2 separate regions of the Mus musculus genome follow, and region 2 is linked to region 1. Evidence: chromatin contacts called from public Hi-C data. All regions are on one chromosome and are shown on one strand. The core of a region is the stretch at or near the end of the contact, and the rest is flanking DNA. Distances in the headings are between cores, read along the strand shown. Region 1 overlaps Fam135b (family with sequence similarity 135, member B). Region 2 overlaps Col22a1 (collagen, type XXII, alpha 1).

The links. Hi-C and Micro-C count contacts between places; a contact is called where the count stands out from the background.
Region 2: a contact with region 1 is called in a Hi-C map of cortical neurons, with 2.4 times the contacts expected there. The contact joins two enhancer-like sites. A contact is called at or near these places in 1 of 15 datasets of contacts at CTCF or cohesin (the NIH/3T3 cell line), 1 of 484 Hi-C or Micro-C datasets (cortical neurons) and 1 of 115 datasets of contacts at active chromatin or transcription factors (the NIH/3T3 cell line).

Annotation. Positions count from the first base shown.
Region 1 is chr15:71,541,158-71,544,189 of GRCm38.p6, forward strand. All of the region lies in intron 3 of Fam135b (family with sequence similarity 135, member B), which reads right to left. Among named protein-coding and RNA genes, the nearest start is that of Fam135b, 190 kb to the right of the region's middle. Within about 2 kb of position 1,309, at least 21 of the 459 cell types and tissues checked have an H3K27ac peak or open chromatin away from gene starts, as enhancers often do. A contact at or near this core is called in cortical neurons, where this site is marked.
Region 2 is chr15:71,887,960-71,891,038 of GRCm38.p6, forward strand. It overlaps Col22a1 (collagen, type XXII, alpha 1), which reads right to left. Exons shown (of 64, transcript NM_027174.1): 38 at 2,529-2,633; 39 at 1,558-1,602. Among named protein-coding and RNA genes, the nearest start is that of Col22a1, 140 kb to the right of the region's middle. Within about 2 kb of position 1,667, at least 36 of the 459 cell types and tissues checked have an H3K27ac peak or open chromatin away from gene starts, as enhancers often do. A contact at or near this core is called in cortical neurons, where this site is marked.

The sequences.
Region 1 (3,032 bases), core at 59-2,558:
GAACTGTGACCGGGAGAGTACCACCATCTCAGGATGGGTCTATGAAAGTGCTTGTGTGGGGTATAACATGTGATGGAGAGCCAAAATGGTTGAACAGACATGCTATTTGATGAAATTAGCAAATGGTGTGGTTATAAACATGGTAATGGTGTGGAAATTAGCAAATGGTGTGGTTATAAACATGGTAAAATGTTACCAATAGAACTATCATGGGAGAATGGGCATGTTATGATAGAGATCTTAGGTTTTTTTGTTTATTTGTTCATTTGTTTATACTGAAAAGAAAGAAGAACAAATTCACAGAGGGCTTTACTCAGATGGAGCACAGAAAAGTTCTCTAATTACACCTGGAGGAAGGACTCTTGGGAAAAATTTTAAATCACTCATCTTTAGTTCCTTCCCAGGCACAAACAACACTAGGGATATTTCAGCTCTGCACAGCAGTCAGTGTCATCACCCCCCCCCCCACACACACACACACACATACACATAATACATGCACATACTCTTCATCATTCTGGAACAGAAAGCATTTAAGTTCATGTTGTCTCCCTCCTTCCATTTAGGCCCCCTTGGCTTCTTCAACAACCCCTTACACCTCAGTGTGCCAGACTACAGTTCCTTGACCCATTTATTTCTACTTTATGGACTGTACTCTCTTCTCTGGGGAATCGGAGGTAGCTCTGAGAGTTAATACATATTTAATTTGTGAGATAAGAACTGTAGCTCACCTCCTCCTGAGCAGGAATGGAGGAGGATGTTTTGTATGTTTGACCTTTTATCAAGCTTGACCTTTGTCAAGGATAGAGCATAAGCCTACTCTAAGGCAGACCCTTCCACTGTGTTTTACCACATGCGTGGTAGTGAGCTAAGTGTCAAATGGAGAAGCTAGCTTGATGATGCTATCTCTCTTTCTAGCTAAGTTGTCATGCTGACCTACACCCCACATCAATACATGATCCTTTGTAAACAATACAATAGGTATGAAATATGCCTAAAACCACAGCGTGGGACTCTCTGAGGATGAAATAACTACAATTCTAACTTCTAATCCTGAATACACACACACATACACACATGCACATATACACAAACACATGTGTGCACATACACACACACATGCATGCACACACACACAGAGAGAGAGAGAGAGGGAGGGAGAGAGAGAGAGAGAGAAGCATTCCTGTTAATAAGTCATCAGGAAACTCAGCAAATGTGAAACAAAGAGCCTGCTTATGTGATTTGGGCCTTCCTGGACCATCTGTCACAGCCATATGCTTCCCAAGGAGAACTAAGTTTAGCTGCAATTGCAGCTAATCAAACATTGGTAAGTGCTGCAGTGTCCCTGCCTGATCATGATTGTTGTAAGGAGTACAATGTGGCTCTCTAGTTCATGGTGACTTTGGCATAGGTCACAGAATCCAACAAAGAATCATGGATTATTACACAAATAGCCAGAGTTCCCACAACTACTGCTGAACAGGCTGGATCAGGATTGTGTGGCTATCAGTACCCTAAAGGTTACCTGTAGTGACTGAACATAGTCCTGCCCAACCCAAGCCTTGGATGAGCTGGCCCATCACTGTATTTATACAGCCTCTCCTCCAGGGCCTCATTTTTCCTCAATTGCCCCTCCCATCTTGAGAAACAGTATATATACCCAGCTCTGTTGAATAGTACAGAGTGAAAATGATAAAAAAGATATGACATTACATATAGTATTGTTCATTATAATGCATGCCACGCATGGCAATGAGCAGAGTCTTATATCCTATCATCCAGCTAGGCACAAATCCTTTATTTATGAGTTCCAGGAAACCTGAAGACCCCGGGTCAGGGGAGAGAGGGTAGAATTTGGCTATAGTAATGAGAGATACAGAAAGTGATAGGCATCAATTATTACAATTGTCCCCACCTGCTGCCACTGCTGAACATTTCACCCCTGTTAAAAACCAGGAAGGTATTCCCAAATCAAGGTCACTCTGCCTCATTGTCCCATGCCTGCAAGTATGGCTTCATCTCAACTTTCCATGTTGTTCTAAATTACAAGGTGTCCTTAGCCACTTGACCTTCAGAACAGTGGAGAGGCCACCAGCATTGATTCTCTCTACTTACACAGGGTGCTAAATGACACTTTTGCTATGTTGTTGCTCTGAATGTAGACTCTAGGGCTAGACTTCTCTGAGTTTTTGATACCCTCAGCCTTTCTTGTCAGCTTAGATGTCTTAGGGACCTGACACAGTATGTAAGGAACACAGTGGTCCAGATTTTGAGGTCACATTACTCAGCCCTATCCTTGGCTGAGCCAGATCATTATTTTTCCATTGGACAAATGGGCACGGAACGGAAGAGTTCCTATTGCTCACACTGTCCACTCTGGAACCCTTCTTGTTTTCAACACCCACACTTCCTACCTTAGCTCTGAGAAGCAGTCACAAGTCTTTGGGAACAGCTAAATGTTTGACAGTGTCCACTTACTGGGCTCCCACTTCAATGCAGAAATTTGAGGGATCAACGCAGGGGTTTGTATCTTCCTATTTCTCTAACCTTCTTCAAGACTATGAAGAACTAAGCTTCTAGACCTGCTTCTCCAATATGTGGACTAAAGTGCTCTAAAACCAAAACAAAGCAGCCCTCATGTGAAGTGTTCCTGCCACATATTAAAGTTTCAATGACACGAAGAAAACTAATAATGTTATTAAATACCATGGCCACTGTCCCTGTTGGCCCTTTATAAACAATTGAGGGAAAGAATCAGGGTACTGCCTACTCTTGCTAACAGAGTTCATCACATGTTCATGGTTTGAAAGCTTAGTTCTCAGCTGCATGTGGTACTTCAGGATATAGGACCCATCTAGAGGAGGCAGGTGGCTGGGTATAGATTCCTGGAATTGATTTATACTTGGTTACTTCTTGTTACTAATTCTGTTTCCTGGTCTGCTATGATGCGAACATCCTCTACTACCATGTTCCAAGTTACTCCACAATGCCTTACCTGAAATGATGCACTAAAACTCTCTGTACCTATAAAC
Region 2 (3,079 bases), core at 417-2,916, 350 kb after region 1:
GGGGAATGGTCTCCCATCAGGTGGTTGGACTCTAAAGCTGGGAATAAAACTCCCAAATCACTGCAACATATCTGATAACCTAAGATGGCCATCTGGGATGGGCGGTAGTGTGCTTCAGAAAGAGCTAGCAGTTTCAGGGTGACTTGCTGGATGACAAGACCATTAGAAGTAGAAGATACAAAAGAATATGTTCTTCATGTTTTTAAGCTGTTTTTGTTCAAGAGACCCTTACTCTGTAGCCTGAACTGGCCTAGATCCAACCTCATGACCCCAGTCTAGCCTCAAACTTAAAAAAAATAAATAAATCTTCCTATCTCTAGCTCTTCCTCTCAAGGTTGGGATTATAGGCATGTGTCACCACTGGCAAGAAGGACATTTTAAGGAAATTGTTTTTATGAATAGGCACAAGTGGTAAGAAGTGATTTTATAATAAGATACTTATGAATATTTAAATATGCATATCTTATTAAATGTCCGAGCCCCAATCCTAAGATCAATGAGTGACTCTGGCCCACATCCTCTCAACTCCATGTATCTGAGTTGGCATCCTAACTCTCACTGTATATGGGTGTGGCTACAGTTGAATTTGCTGCTTCCCATGTCTTAGTGTCCCCTGCAGCCCCTCACCAAGGCCTACAATAACACTTTCTTTATCCCACATTATGGCTGCATGCAATTTCAAATGAGGACAAGTAGCTCAGTCTTCAAGAAGCCACCAAAGCAGGATAAGAGCCTTCCTGACCCCCCTCAGCCCTCTCATCCCCTTCTCAACTACCTGCCTACTTTGCCGTTTCCTCATCCAATTGTCCCCTGATTCGAGAGCTGAAAGAGGCCAAGGAATGTACCACTAACAGTATTATGTCCTACAGTCTACCCTGTAGATGTGCCACAATTAAAATAATAAGGTACTGGCCATTCAGGTAAACTTGAGTAAATGAAGTGGGATTCTGTGTAGGGAGAGCTTTGGGTTTTCCCCTGCTGACTCAAGGGGATATTGCCTTTTTAGAACTGTAGTAGCTGGTGAATTGAGGGAGAGTTTGGCTGGTGTTCATCCATTTTCTTCTTCCTCTTGGGTATGCAACTAAGTTGATATTCTCCGGCCTTCTTGTCATGAACATCACTAGAATTTGGTGGCTGGACATAATAACCAATTTCCAGTGCTGGCCCCAAACATTTTCCTAACATCATCTTCCCTCTCTATCCCTACTCATCATGTATGCCAAGGCTTTGGGGAAAGACAGAGAAATACCAGGATAATATTGCTATCCCTGACTAGACCAGGACCCCACCCCAACACACACACACCCCAAGAGAAGACTTAGCCCTTGGCTAGGCCGGGTGAAAAACAGTACTTTTCTAATAATTTAATCAGTGTTACTGCTGTGGGTAGTACATCACCATCTCAAGAATTCCTGTATGAAAAAATGTGGGAGGGGTTGAGGTAACCAGAGATGCTTACAACCAAAAAAAAAAAAAACAAAAAAATAAAAACAAAAAAGTACATACCCTCTAAGTGGTCACAGGTACCATCTCCAATTTGCTTAGACAAGCACTCACCTTGATTCCTAAGGGACCAGGTAACCCAGGTGGTCCACGTAGTCCCTGTTGAAATGAACAACATAGATCCATGAGAGCTGAACCACTCAACACATACCAGGTTGCTGCCCTCTGCTGGAGCAGTAGTTGGAGAGCAATGTGAGTACATTCCATCATAGGTCCTGGGTGTGATTCCCGACTCTGCCACCTCCTGACCTTATTTGGACAAACACAAGTGTCACTGTTCCTTATTGTGTTTTTCTACTTCTGGTCTCCATGCTAAGGCCACCCAAAAGGAAGCAGCAAGATCAAGCTTCAAAGCCAGGCTCACTTGACCCCATGACCCCTAAACCTAGTCTCCTTCTTTATCACACTCTGGATAGGGACTCCATTTCTAGCTGATGAGCTTGGCCTAGTAAAGGCACTCATACACACACTTGAAATGTAAGTCTATTTTTGGCTGGAGGAGCTCAGTGTGGACCAAGAATCCTCTCTCTCTCTCTCTCTCTCTCTCTCTCTCTCTCTCTCTCTCTCTCTCTGTGTGTGTGTGTGTGTGTGTGTGTGTGTGTGTGTGTGTGTGTGTGTGCCACAACCACCACTGGGTACTCTGAAACTTGTTTGTTTCCCTTGGATCCTGAGCCTGCAGCCAGAACCCCGTGTGCTACGAGCTGGCTTAGTGTACAGCTACCCTGTGTGCCCATTTGCAGTTTTGCCCTGCCAGGGATCCAGTTTCCTGTGGTCAACCACAGGCTGAAAGGATTAAGTCACAGATTTCAGCAGTAATTCATGAGTTAGGAAACACTGAAAGTTTTCTACTTTCTTGTTATTTTTAAGCACGCTGATTGACGACAGGACTATGTCCCTGGGCCAAGAGACATCTTGTGCATCACCTAGGGCTTGCTTTCTAAAATAAGTCTTTGCTTTTGCTCTGTTCTCTTCTCCCCTGTCAGCCTGGCTTCCAAAAGCTCAAAGCATGTCAGCCCACCACTTACCGGCTCCCCATCCTTGCCCTTTCCTGGTGGCCCTGGGAGACCAGGAGCACCAGGATCTCCCCGTGGACCAGCTGGCCCTGGGCTGCCTTCTTCCCCTGCTGTTCCCTGGGGACAAAAAGAGGACCTTGATGAGCATTAGCAGCAGGCAGAACTCTGCTATCCAACGGCTAATCAGCCTGAGCCTGTGTGTGGCAGTGGCTTCCTGAGCTGTCTGTCCCTCTCTGAAGCATCAGAAGACAGACTGCTCAGTGGAAGTGAGAAGTTGAACTCTGTTCCCCACATTCACATGCTGAAGTCCTTTCCCCCAGCAGAGCCTCCACCAAGCCTCACCCTCCCTGTCTCTATCTCCTTCTCTAACAACAGTCATGATTGTTTTCCCACACAGTCAAGAGAAGGTGTTTGGCTCCCCCGAGAGGTCATATAGGCCAACAGCACACAGAAATATAATTTGAATATATCCCTTTTAAAATTAGATTAGAAATAATCTACTTGATGAATTTGGAGTGGCCCTCACCTCTAATCCCAGCATTTGGGAGGCTGAGGCAGGGGAA